3 separate regions of the Mus musculus genome follow, and all the other regions are linked to region 1. A link is a contact called in public Micro-C and targeted proximity ligation data. All regions are on one chromosome and are shown on one strand. The core of a region is the stretch at or near the end of the contact, and the rest is flanking DNA. Distances in the headings are between cores, read along the strand shown.

Region 1 (4,412 bases), core at 1,251-3,750:
GGACTAGGGTCAGACTGTTTTTCCACACCAACAGAACCCTAAGACATGGAGCAAAGCAAACTATGTTCTACAGTGGCACCCCATAGAATCCCAGCTAGTACTGCCTCCCCAGGTACCGGAATCCCTAGCTTTTCAGAAAAATGCCAAGGGCAAGATCCTGCTTTTGAAAGAAAAAGGAACCCACATGTGAGTTCCTAGAAACATTGAAATACTGTATTAGAAGGCACCTATCAAGTCAACTCTGAATTCTATCTTATGGGTAACATATTTGTGAAAGAAAGCCCAAGTCTCCATGCTAAAGCACTTGCAATCTTAATTAATTAATTAATTAATTAATTAATTAACTAATTAATTAATTAATTAAAGTAAAACCTTGTGCCCAGTGGTCACAGTAGAAGCAAGGTCTCTAGGCTAATCTGGGGTTGGAAACACAACACAGCAGCCCAAGCAATAACCTCTCCCAAGGACCAGATTTAAAACTGGGGGTGCAGAGGGAGTGGGGGTAAGAGATTTGAGAGAATGGAGTACAACCAATTTAGTCATCATCTCTCCTCAAACTCTGAGGTTTTTGACTGTTTGCTTTCAGGTTTTGTTTCTGTTAAACGGTCTTGTTTTTTTTTTTTCCCAAAACAAGGTCTGACTATGCAGCTCTGGCTAGGTTAGAACTCACAAGTGAGCCAGCCGGTGGTGGCGCACGCCTTTAATCCCAGCACTCGGGAGGCAGAGGCAGGCGGATTTCTGAGTTCGAGGCCAGCCTGGTCTACAAAGTGAGTTCCAGGACAGCCAGGGCTACACAGAGAAACCCTGTCTCGAAAAAGAAAAAAACAAAAAACAAAAAAACAAAACCAAAAAAAAAAAAAAAAGAACTCACAAGTGTAGACCAGGCTGACCTCTAACTCAGAGACACACTGTGTGGCCCAAGCTGGCCTTGAACTTGGGATCCTCCTGCCTCAGCCTACAGAGTGCTAGGATTACAAGGCTGTGTCACCAAGCCCAGTGCTCTCTCCAACAGGGAAGACAGACTTTACTCACTCCCTTAACAAGCCTTCTGTTTTTTTTTTCTTTCCTAACCTATTTCCATCACCATGCACAAAACGTTTACAGTGGTAGCAATGAAATTATTAAAAAAAAATTCAGACATGATGAAATAATCTAGCCCTCTAGTAAGAAAAGAAAAAAAAAAAAAAAAACCTCGCAAAAATAAACATACCAGCCTGACCCAGGAGGTCTCCTGAACGAACTACAACCCCCCCCCCCCTTTCAGGCTACTGATAGTTTTTTTTTTTTTTCTCTTTTTGGTTTTAATTGGTTCAATTGTCTTTATCAGAAGGGATCTTGGAGACACTTTTGAACACGCACCTAAATTCTAGGGGAACAGCTGCAAACCAAAGCCATTTAACAAGACGCGGGTTCAAATGATGGGTTCAACCTATCTATCTACCTTTGTGAGACAGATAAATCAATAAGACCTTTGAAGCCTGCAGTTTAATGTTTGGCCTTCCTTTTCCTTAAGCCAAGACAACTACGTCTACGACGTAAAAACTATCTTGGTTGAGCGCTCAGGAGCAGACCTGTAATCCCAGCACTCGGGAGGTGGGGAGGTAGAAGGAACAGGACTTGAAGGGCATCCTCAGTTACATACATAGTTTGAAGGCAACCTGAGCAACATGAGACTCCGGTTCAAGAAAAACAAAACAAAACCCTATTACAAAGCTTCGCTACTGCGCACATCGGTGACTAATAGAAACAAGCGCATCGTTTAAAAATAAAATTTTATAATACACTTCCGAAGAGATAGGGCGGGGGTGTGGTGGGGGGGGGAGGAGATAAATAATGGCGACAAAAACTGGTGTCCAAGCGGGGCAGCGGTTTCAGAGACCTGCTTTGGATGAGATTGGGAAACCAATCTGTGGTACTTTTCTCTCTAATGTCTCACTCAATCACTAGATGTTGGTCCAATAAACTGTTTGTTTTTCTCCAGGGAGGTTTATGGCGAAAGCAAGAGACTCAAGAGAGGGAAGCGAGTGGGCGATGCCTACGATTCGTAGCAACAAGCTAGCCAGGAAAACGTGCAGCTGTTTACTACCCGTGCCCAGGAGCCACAGGGCATCCTTCCACGCGTGGCGCAGCTCGCGGACAGATCTGTCGCCCGACCACCATCCCTCCCACGCGCCCAGTGGCCACTCCGGGCTACGACCCCGGGTCCTCCCTCCTCGCGCCCCCTCCCAAGTCACCTCGGAGGCCCGGGTTGTCGTCCCTGGCGCGAATCCTGCGGATCTTGACCGGTCGCCCGCTCAGGGTGGACAGGACCAGCCGCTGGCGCAAGAAGTTACACCCCGCGTAGCTGAGTGAGTGCGCCTGGGTCGCCATGTGCGCGCCGTCCGCAGAGGCCCGGGACCCGGGACCCGGGAGCGCGACCAGGACCAAGGCAGCCCCCGACGCGTCCACGTGGTTTAGAACAGGAAGACAGAGCGACTAGACACCGGGTCAGAGGGGAGCGGGGCGGAGCCAGCGGCCGCCCGCCCGCCTCCTCCCCTGGCTGGGGCGGCCCGGCCTCCGAGGCACACTACCATTGGCCCACGAGGGATCTGGGTGTTGCCCTCTCTGCGTCGCCATTGGTCTGCGCTGTAGCTGGGCGGTGCTCATGCCGCGTTGCCATTGGCCGGTAGTGAAAGAGGGCGGTGCCCGGGCCCCAGCAACAGCGCGCGGCTGGAGGGACCCAGTTAGTGCTGCGGGGAAACCCCGGCGCCCAGACGCCTTGGGGGTCTGTCTGTCTGTCTGTGCCGGACTTTCACGGCCTATGCGATAAAGGAGGCAATGGCTCCGCCTGGGTGCCCACAGCTGGTGGTACTTAGCAACGTACCTACGGCAGCCCCGGGCAAGGATGCTAGCTAGCCTCTCCCGCGTTTTCCTGCCACCGAAGAGAACAGGATTGACACGCTTACCCTGTTGTAGGCGCCTTGTCTGGGTCTGAGCCGAAATCCTCTGAGGTGCAGCCTGCAATCTTTCACTCCCGGGAAATTGCCAAGCTGTCAGAGGCTGCCTGAACTAGGACCCCGAGCCTTTAGACAAGAGACCGCTGCTTATTTTGTAATGAGGGGCCTCTCTTTGTCCCTTTCTCAGCTGCCCCTTCGTTCATATTCTTTGAGTTTGGTGTCAAGACATATCTGTAACCTCGCATGACTCAAAATGGACAGTTGCAATAACTTCAAGACATACATGCTCATGCATGCACGGGGGATGGGTGGGTGGAGATCTTGCTTTTCCATCTGTCCTGTCATCCAAGCTTGCACTACAAAACCTTTCTAAATATTGTACTGTTTCACGCCTCCATTAAAAAAACAATCAAATGACTACCAACTTAGGAACGCAGTGGTCTTAGTGTTAGGTTTACAGCCAGCCATTCACGGGCTGTAACCCCAGACCTTAAGTCCCAGAAAGCACAGTGAAGGATGGAGTAGAAGCTGGAGAAAGAAAAAAAAGGGGGCCATCCTAAGCGAGTGAGAGTCCCAAGGAAACCCCGAGGAGCATCAGTGGCCATCAGAGAAGAGTCTACGGATCAGCCCTGAAATCCACTGAGGCAGCTAACCCACTTACCACAACGCCATTCTGTTAAGACTGCCTTTACACAGCTAAGCGGCATCTGACAGGCAGCGTTCTTTGGAAAAGCTCCAGGACCCATAGGCTCTCCTCTAAACGTTGTTGTGAAGAATACTAAAGCACCAGGGGTACTTTCACATCAGGAATGGATTTTTCATTTTCTTTTTTAATGCTATCTCGTTTAATTACTCAATAGTCTTTAGAAAAAAGATATTATTCAATAAAGAATGCTCACATCCGTTCAGAGCTCACTGCTTTCAATGGAGACCTTCTGAGTTTTATTCCATCAGCGTCTCACCTCTGCTTCTAGATTTTCAAACCCACCTGGAATTGCAGGCCAATAGTACTGAGGTATCAATTCTCCTAGTCTTCAGGCAATGACTGTCCTGGGCTGACATGGAAATACCCAGGCTCTCTTTGCACATCCAGGAGGTAACTCTGGGGTGTCCTTTCAGCTCCAGTTTCTGGCTGTGGCATCCTCTTGGTTAAGCACCATCTCCTGGCTTCTTTCCCTGTATCCCTTCCCAGCTTCTCTCTGATACGTGCTAGAAATAACTCTCAAATAAATTATGTCCACTCTCATTTTTTGCCTCCGCGTCTTCTGGGCAATTGAGAATAAGTCCTGACTTATAAAATCTGAGAACTGAGATGTAGAAGGGGGAGGGGGAGCTTGTTGTAAGCAACACAGTAAATGGCAGAATCACAATGACAGCTCCATTTACTAAGCTATTCTTTTAGACTTCTAAACCTTCTGGGGGATGCGGGGGTAGGGGAGAAGCGTCTTCAGCATAGTTGGAATGCAGCAAAAGCCA
Region 2 (4,412 bases), core at 612-3,111, 96 kb before region 1:
TCCATCTTAGACAGCTCAGCCTCCAGAACCACAGACGACACATTTCTGTTCATTATTAATTACCCAGGTAAAGCAGAAGGAGGAGGAAGATGTCAAACTCCAGTAGATAAGGAAAGGTCATTACACTGTGCTTAGAAACAGATAAATGATTTGACTTACAAAACTTGAGGGCTTTGAATTGTGTAGAGGATACTCCTTGTGCTTCTTGCCATGGGCGGCCAGACTGTGCTAGTATGTTATGCACTGTTTTGTAGATGGGCTGAGTGTAGCTAGCATGCAGCCTATGCTGTATTCGTATACAGCCCATGCCATACCCAAGTCTGAATTCAACAACTCCTGAAGTCACTATTCTGTTCTAAAGAGTACACTCCTTTTGTACATAATGCCCTAGGAATAGCTCTTTTTAAATATGTTTCTAAATGCTCTCTTTAATTTTCTATGCTGATCTTGTGGCTAGGTGATAAAGAGTTCATAGGCCAACTCTGATGAATTCTAAGTAAGGCTTGAAAGCCATTATATAGTGAAGACAAACTAAGTTCATTCCTGTTTATGATTAACTCTGTTTCTCAAGGGCTGGGCTATGTCCCACTGTGGCATTAATTACAAATGGTTCTGTACTGCCTGTTCCAGGAAATGGCAACCATGTCTTTGTTTCAAAAACTTGTTATGACCATCTTGCCACTCTATCTTTATTTCAACCGGTTACAACGACCTGCTGTTACGACCACCTGTTGTAATGGCTACCTTGTTGTGACCACCTTGTTATGCTTATGTTCTGCTTCCATAGCCCTGCCCATTGACCTGTTAAACCCTCCATTTGGAAACCCTCTAACCCTGAGCTATAAAAACCTTGACCATGGTGATTTGAGCCAGTGGTCTTTCTACTGGTGTTTTTAGGATTAACAATACTAGTCTGTAGACTAAACTACAAATAACTACATCTATGGAGAGCTTTAAGGCAAATAAGTATTTCAGGCAGAGGAAATAGAAAAATCATGACATTTGGAGTATGCTGAGCTATACTATGGCTAACTAAACATTTGTTTATGTTAGAAAGGTATAGCATACAACATGGGCTTTTATTTTTAACCAGCCACATTCTTCAAAGATTTGAAACGTTATGTATTTCAAAATGTAGATTTTATTCACTTGACTTATTTCTGTTTATACTTCCTTCACAAAATGTCTTCTATTTGATTTAAAACAACAACAAATGGCCAACAAGATGGTTCAGTGGCTTCCTTTCTGGGAAGCCTGACATCCTTAATTTGATCCCAATAGAAGAAATGTTAATGGAAATGTAAAAACAACTCTAAAGCAAACAGAAAGGAAAGTGAATGTTTCCACAGACCTTGTGAGTCTCAGAGCACAGGGAATTGTAGGAGTCAAAGGAGCCAGAGGACACCAGGAGAATGAGACCTTCGAAAGCAAGTAAGCAGGGTGCATAGGCGTTCACAGAAACTGGAGCAGCAAGCACAAGGCTGACACAGGTCTGCACCAGACCCTCTGTGTGTATATCTATCTTTTAGCTCAGTACTTTTGTGGGACTCCTGAGTGTGAGAATGAGTGGGTCGCTAACTCTTGTGCCCGCTCTTGGGACTTTATTCCTTCTGTAGTGTCCAACTTCATGATGATAGGTTTGGCTTCATCTTATATTTTATTTTGTCATGTTTGGTTATTATCTTTTAGGAGCCTGTTCTTTTTTTAGGTGAGAGACAAAAAGAGAGTAGATCCTGAGGAAATGGGAGGTGTGGAGGAAATTGGATGAAAAGAAGAAAGAAAAAGGAGGAAATGATGACACCTAGGTGTGGCGGAGGAGGTTTATTGTAGATATGAAAGTGAAAACATACAGAGGCAGAGACATCTGGGAGAGTCCAGAGTGAACATGACTGAGCCAGGCCATGTGAGGGTAGAAAGGAGAACCAGGAGACCAAGAAGCCAAAATGGAAAAAGGGTAAAAGTCCCTGGACTGAAAAAGATTAGGGTAGGAGACTGGGTATGCCAGCTATAGTCTGTAACAGGTAGAGATTAAGGGGTACCAAGAGAATCTGGTGGCCATGTCTGCTTTGATATGCTAAATAGGTACCTCAATTAGCCATTTGTCCCAGGTTTGAGATACACACACACACACACACACACACACACACACACACATTAGTTTCTCCAAAGAACTCTAGAATGCCTCAAAATTAAACTAAGCAGATATGTGGCACCTCACTTTTGTGTGAAGCCAATTTCTTGGACAGAAAACTGAGACACTCACAAAAACCAGCACTGTACAATCGTACAACCTAGGTGTTCTGATATCTGCAGCTAAAACTCCTAATATACAAGAGGGAATAGCTATCAGATTCTCTTCTCTGCCAGTGATTGTGACTTTTATCCAAACTTAGATATGAGAGAGACTTTCTGAAGGTAGCTCACCAAAGAATGAGACATTGTCCCAGCAAAGCTGTGGTTAGCACCTCTACAGGGAGAGTAGCCTTTCCATCAGACGAATTCACACTCTCAACCCAAAAGAGACACACTCGGAGACACAGTGAGTACAGGAAGACACACTCACCCAGTGAGTACAGGGAAGTCATTAGAGAACTGTAAATTATTAAAATCACAACGAAATGCCACTTTACATAGGAGCTGCAACAGTGGTATGTAAACATAAATATATCTTTACAAGAAATAAGTATTGTGACGATATGCAGAAACCAGCATTGTGCATTGTTGGGGCTATAAAATAAAGAATCACTGGAAATCGGCAAGGGCATTCCATACGAAGTTAAACTCAGAATTACTCAGACTGAGATTCGGTTTTCTAAAAAGACTAGAATTGTGATACATGGTACACCATGGGTTAACAGTGAGAATATTACAATCTGTGAAATAATCCAGACACAAAAAGATAGATATTATGCTGTTGAACTGATAGGAGGCACTCAATGAGGAGATATCTTTAGAAACACAGAATTATAACAAAAGGTGCCAGCAGCTGGAAGACACTAAAGTTCAACGGGTATGGCATCTGTTAGAAATGGATTTTGACGATAATCACACAACATGGTGACTGTGAATGTTATCAAGCCATTGCACACTTAAAATGGTAGCTTTTCTTTTTATTACCATGCTGAAACAAACAAGCAAGCAAGCAGATATTGGAGCACGAGTCTTGCAGCCATTGTCATGAGAAGAGGGCTTTCTGACAGAATAACGGGAAACACTTTAGTTACACATGTGAGTACCACAGAGAAACTATAAATTATAATGAATAGCCCCAGAGATTTGGTTATGTCAAAGAACAAAATGGACTGAAGTGCCAATGAGTACATGGAAATCAACTCATCATTGCCAAAATTAAAAGCTCACTATTGATCTGAAGAACAAAGTGAAGATGGCTGAAGAGTGAACCAGGGAGCTGGCAAACTAAGCAAAGGAGTTTCCCAGGGAGCAACACAAAAAACAAGATGTAGAGGTATAGTGGGAAAGATTCAAGATGTGGCAGAAACATCCACAAGCCAGGCTGTTGGTATAGTAGGGGTAGACTAGAGAACAGGGAGACATTATCAAGGGAATTTCCTGAGTGGAGACTCAATTCTTTACATTAGAAGAAGGACACACAGAGTGCCTCTTATGAGGGAAAATACAATCAAACCCAGGAAAGGGACCTGAATTCTAAGAAAAAGAGAAATCTGAAAGTCTCCAGCAAGGGACTGGGAAAAGAACGAAAACAAAGTTAACACCAGGATTTTCATCTCAGATTAATGACAGAGGACAATGAAATGTTTTGACAGTGCTAAGAAAAATTATTTTGAGCCCATAATTCTATATTTATCTAACCACCATTCAAGCCTATGGGCAAAATTAAACTATATTTAGATAACTAGGGCCTTCAAAAGCTTACAGTAAGAACTTAGACTGAAATAATTGCCTGCAGACAAAAAGAAAAGGAATCCAAGAATAATTTATAAGTGTTCTAGTTACTTCTAAGTCATTGTTGATAATGTACTTGTAAAGTCTAATGTAGGTGCCTCTTAAGAAAAAATGGGTTCCCTTCAGAGTGGAGCCTTCAGCCTCCGGCCATCCGACATGCCTCAGGGGAAGATAACTTAGGGACATCTCTTTCTTTGGATGGTTTTCATCTAATACCTAGATACCTGAGGACAGGAAGCTGAATGTTTTTATTTTAGTCACTGTCCTGTTGTTGTGAAGAGACACCATGACCAAGGAAACTCTTATGAAAGAAAGCATTTAAAAGGGGCTTGCTTACAGCTTCAAAGGGTGAGTCCATTACCATCATGGCAGCAGAAAGCAGTCAGGCACGGTGTTGGGACTGGTAGCTGAGAGCTTTACATCACAATCCCCAGGCAGTGGGCAGACAGACAGACAGACAGACAGACAGACAGACAGACAGACAGACA
Region 3 (4,412 bases), core at 1,349-3,848, 77 kb after region 1:
ACTATTGCACGGGTCCTATCTCCTGCAGCCTGGTGGTAAGAGACGTCCCCGTGCTAATAGGCTTGTTAGTCATTCAGAAGTGCTATGGTTGGAATAGGAAATGGATCCAACAGCTCAGTGTGGTGTCTGCTTAGTCTCCAGATGGTGGCATAATATTTGAGGTCCATCACAACTGGAAAAAGTGTGTCACTGGGACATCTGCAACCTATGAATGATCCTTAGCCCCTTCTCCACTCTGCTTCTTGTGCATCCTGTGATAAAACCCCACCCCACCCCCACCCCCACTCCAACCATGACTAATGAGCCCAAGCAGCCAAGATTTGGACCCTCTGAAACCATGTGCCCAAATAAACAGTTGTTCCCCCCCACCTTGTTGTGTTTCTCAGGTATTAGTTACAGCAATGAGAAACCTAACACAGAAAAAAAGCATGTATTATTATTTTTTTTACTCTGTTCCAGAGTGTGAGTGAAGGGCAGAGGCTGTGAGGATTTGCAATACTGGCTCACAGTTGGGATTTCTTCCAGTATCCCACGTCTGGGGGCCAACCCTTGAGGACTTGGGCCTGGGGGCGGGGAGGGATGGGGGAAGGAAGAGGCTTCCAAATCCAAACCATATAGTGCTATGGAAATGACTCTGGAGTCTCGTGGCAGCTGCACAGCTCTGCCTTTAGTTTGGATCCTGTTTGCTTTGAGCACAGGTTTGTGACTGGTGCTTGAATGGATTCTGTCCTGCCGAGCTGACATTCTTCTGCTTGCTGCTTAGGGCATTGATGACCTGACCGGAGAACCTCTGATTCAGCGCGAGGATGACAAACCAGAGACAGTGATCAAGAGACTAAAGGCCTATGAAGCCCAGACAGAGCCGGTCCTGCAGTATTACCAGTGAGTTCTTGCTCTTCTCAGCTTGCACAAGCAAGGTTTTGACTTTCCATACTGCACAGCTGAAATACTAAGCTACCAGAGGACCTGATCCCAGCTGGTTTAAGCATTAAGGACATTTCTAGGCTTCTGTAAAGAAAAGACGACCAGAAAGTAGGCAGGGCTTCAGTCTCCTGGGTTCGCCTGCTTTTATGTACTGACTTGGTCCTCCTCGTTCCTGCGTGGTTGCTGGTTTTGCCAGAAAGGCCATGCCATCCTCTTTCGTGAAGGGCTGAGTAGACCTTTTATTAAGTAAACAAACTTTTGCTTTGAACATCATTCTTATGAGACAGAACAGCCATGCTCAGGAAACCTCATACTTACTGTTGCAGGGCTGGGCTTCTGCCAGTTCCAACATCAGTCCTGGGGCTTGGGAGGGCCAGTACAGACTAGTCCACATCCAAGGCTTGGAGGCTCCATTTCCACCCACATTCTGTCATGGAGTGGATGGCTGGAAGCAGTGCTGGGGCACCAGTTACAGTAGTGCCCACCAAGTGTGCTGAGAGGACACTGAAGCATAGAATTTCAAATGGCAGCAAGCTTTAGGATCACGTATGTGGTCAAATGTCTTTGAAAGCTCACTCACATTTTTGTCTGCTCTACAAGGACATCTGTATCTTAGAGAATATGAGAACTATTAGAGCTGATACCTGACTCAGGCCAAGAAGCAGTTTGGTCTCCTCCACCCTTCCTTCTTCCAGGAAATGTGCTACTCTTTGCTTTCATTGTATCCCGCACGATTCAGGGGCAAAGCAGTACCTGCTGTTGCAAAACTAGCATTGATACCAGAGTCAGAAGGCCTAGGTTCAAACCCCAGCTTAGTATTTCATTAACATGGCCTTCACTTCTTGCTTAACCTCTGTCTGGTTTCTCTTTCATGAGACGTAGGTGAGGCTGGAGGCTTGAAAGTGAGTTGTCCCGGGTGCACAATACGCACTGGACATATATTAGCTGTTGTTGTGGCCATTACTGCTGCACTGGGATAAGTATGCAGGAAAATTCATAGCCAGCCTCCAAACTGTCCCAATACTTCTAATAGTTTATTTCTGGAGGGTGAAATTACAAGAGTTGCCAATTCACTTTCTACAGCAGCCATCACTTAAGTTTGTATTTGTCTATCAAGTTTGCCTCTGAAGACTGACAGCTCTATGACAAGGCTTTTCATCTCCGTGTCACCGACTCCTTACTTCAGTCAGTCGGTATATAGTATATTGCTTTAGAGAACCAGAAGAGACTTGAAGTGAGAAGCCTGGGAAAGGCTTGAGGAATCCTCGGCTACTGAATCGATGTTGGGTGCTCTGCTGGCGCTGTGCCAGGTCCTTGTCCATGCAGACAATCAGACTCAGTTCCTATGAGCCTCCAAGAATGAGAACTGGGCGAACAAGATTTATCAGCAGTGAGATATAACATGTGCTTATTATCATCAGAAACTGCTCACACTGGCTTAAACAAATGGTGTTGGGGGCGGGGGGTGGGGGGGTAGGCTCCAAATACAGCCAGCTGGCCCTGGGGCTTCAGTCACCAGCGGTTGCAGTGTCTTCTGATTTTAGCTCAGCTCCTGCCAGCTTCAGTTAACTGAACAGTAGGGACAGTCCGCCCCACCTCCCCACGGCCCAGCCAAAGTCATGGGGCTGATGGTGGTTAGCTCCAGCCACGCACTGTTGTGAGGTTTGGGAACAATCTTACTAGAACCTCATGTACCGAGTGTGGTGAGCGTGATTGTTCACAGGACACAGAACAGAGGGTGCTTTGTCTGGGCAGATAAAAAGCACCACTAAGGGACTGTGAAGAGAGGAAGTACCCGTAGGGATTAGTTCTGTCAAAATGTGGCAAGTTGAGAAAAACTATAGAAACCAGCGACTGGGGAGCCCAGGGTTGGGTGGAGGGTGTCTTTCTTTTTGGGCTCTTGCCACTTCTTCCATACAAATTCAAGCTTTTCTGCCTAAGATCCCATGCATTTACCTCTGGGCTTACAGGAAAACAGGAAGAGCCTTAAAAAGAAGCTACATAGTAGCCGGTATTGTTATCTTAAACCGCTTATTTTTAAAAAGCCCTATTCTTTCCAGCCTGGAATGTTCATCTGATCGGAGATGTGATGTTCTTACTCTTTAGAAGACTAGTTTTTTGTAGCTGGTTCCATTCCATTGCAGAGCAATTATAATTGGCAAACGTTCACGTGGTACATCTTAAGGATAGAACAGTCAGGCAACAATGCACTCCTGGCCCCATAGCTCAGGACTAAAGCATCTTGTTCAAAGCTTGCTTTCTCTGAAAGCTCTACCAGCCTGTGACTTTACATGCTAAACGGCTACAACAAATAACCCCCTTTGCATTTCTTCTCAGTAAGCAATGCTAGTTTACTTAGAAAGCAGCGGCTATTATTTAAGTTAACCACACAAATGTTACAAGGTGTCAATAAAGGGACCCCTTTGTCCAAGTGAAAGCCCAGTGAGAAAGGCGCAGAGCCATCACAGCCTGGTTTTGGAAAGTCATAAATCAAGCATTCTTTATCTGGCCCATGGATGACTTGCGAACCAGTGTGCACGCCCAAGAAACGTGTGTGGGTTAGGGGTGTTCAGAACCTTAAGGTGGTTCTGAGAAGCAAATCCCGGGATTCTGAGGGCCACTCTTCATCCGTTTCCCTATTGAGCACTGGAACAAAAATAAATATTCAACCATTGGTCCGTATAGTGATGAGCCAGACAACCCGCAAGAATAAACGGAGAACCCTGACAGAAAAAACAAGTCAGGGAGGTAGAACAGTGGAGAAAAGGGAACTCGGTCAAAGATAGGATAATGAGTGTTAGAGACTTCTGTGGACAAAGCAAGGCTAAGGTGATGTCCTGGAGGCTGATGGCCCCGTTTTGAATCCGCCAACCTGGGGACTGAGGCTGAGTACCTACCCAGAAGACAAGTGTATCTGCCAGGAGGAGGAGCATCTGGACTTTTGGCATGCTGTAAAGTGTTAGTATAGGCTTAACCAACAACAAAGTCTCAGTATGACAGCTGACAGCCTTTTAAAGAGCCCCTTTCTTTATGCCAGAAGACAAAACATGAACTGCAGTCTACAGTTTGCATTGTCCAGTCAAGTTTCTTGCCCCTGGATCAGAGACCTAAATACACATCAGGACTTCTAAACTCACATGAACTTTACAAACTGTTTGGAAAAAGCGCATTAGGACATTCAGATCTGTATAATCTACCTACCTATTTTGTTTTTCATCTTTAGGAAAAAAGGGGTGTTGGAAACATTCTCTGGAACAGAAACCAACAAGATCTGGCCCCACGTATACTCCTTCCTACAGACGAAAGTTCCAGAAACTACCCAAAAGGCCTCTGTTACTCCCTGAAGAGGGCAGCAACTGGCAGGATGAGGCAGGGCCTCCTCTCCTCTTCTTGCCTCTGTATCTCAAAGCTCTTTTCCTAAGACTTCTCTAAAAATTATGATTTATTCCTAATGGCTAAGCCAAATGAGTCAGATACTTAGCCTGATC

Evidence for each region. A called contact is a pair of places that touch in the nucleus more often than the background predicts.
Region 2: a targeted proximity ligation map of CD8 T cells shows a contact between it and region 1, with 8 read pairs. A contact is called at or near these places in 2 of 39 promoter capture datasets (fetal liver and liver), 3 of 484 Hi-C or Micro-C datasets (CD8 T cells, the HL-1 cell line and nephron progenitors), 10 of 130 datasets of targeted methods (CD8 T cells, the SCID.adh cell line, bone marrow-derived macrophages and 5 more) and 3 of 9 other capture datasets (adipose tissue, liver and pancreatic islet).
Region 3: a Micro-C map of stem cell-derived neural progenitor cells shows a contact between it and region 1, with 4 times the contacts expected there. A contact is called at or near these places in 2 of 484 Hi-C or Micro-C datasets (rod photoreceptor and stem cell-derived neural progenitor cells), 4 of 130 datasets of targeted methods (the SCID.adh cell line, bone marrow-derived macrophages, embryonic fibroblasts and 1 more) and 3 of 9 other capture datasets (adipose tissue, liver and pancreatic islet).

The regions. Positions count from the first base shown.
Region 1 is chr19:29,099,463-29,103,874 of GRCm38.p6, reverse strand. It overlaps Rcl1 (RNA terminal phosphate cyclase-like 1), which reads right to left and starts at 2,500. Exons shown (of 9, transcript NM_021525.2): 1 at 2,235-2,500. The coding sequence starts at 2,370.
Region 2 is chr19:29,194,995-29,199,406 of GRCm38.p6, reverse strand. No RefSeq gene overlaps it. Among named protein-coding and RNA genes, the nearest start is that of Gm41829, 48 kb to the left of the region's middle.
Region 3 is chr19:29,022,682-29,027,093 of GRCm38.p6, reverse strand. It overlaps Ak3 (adenylate kinase 3), which reads left to right. Exons shown (of 5, transcript NM_021299.2): 4 at 764-882; 5 at 4,148-4,412. The coding sequence ends at 4,268. It also overlaps a transcript of Cdc37l1 not described here. Among named protein-coding and RNA genes, the nearest start is that of 1700018L02Rik, 23 kb to the left of the region's middle.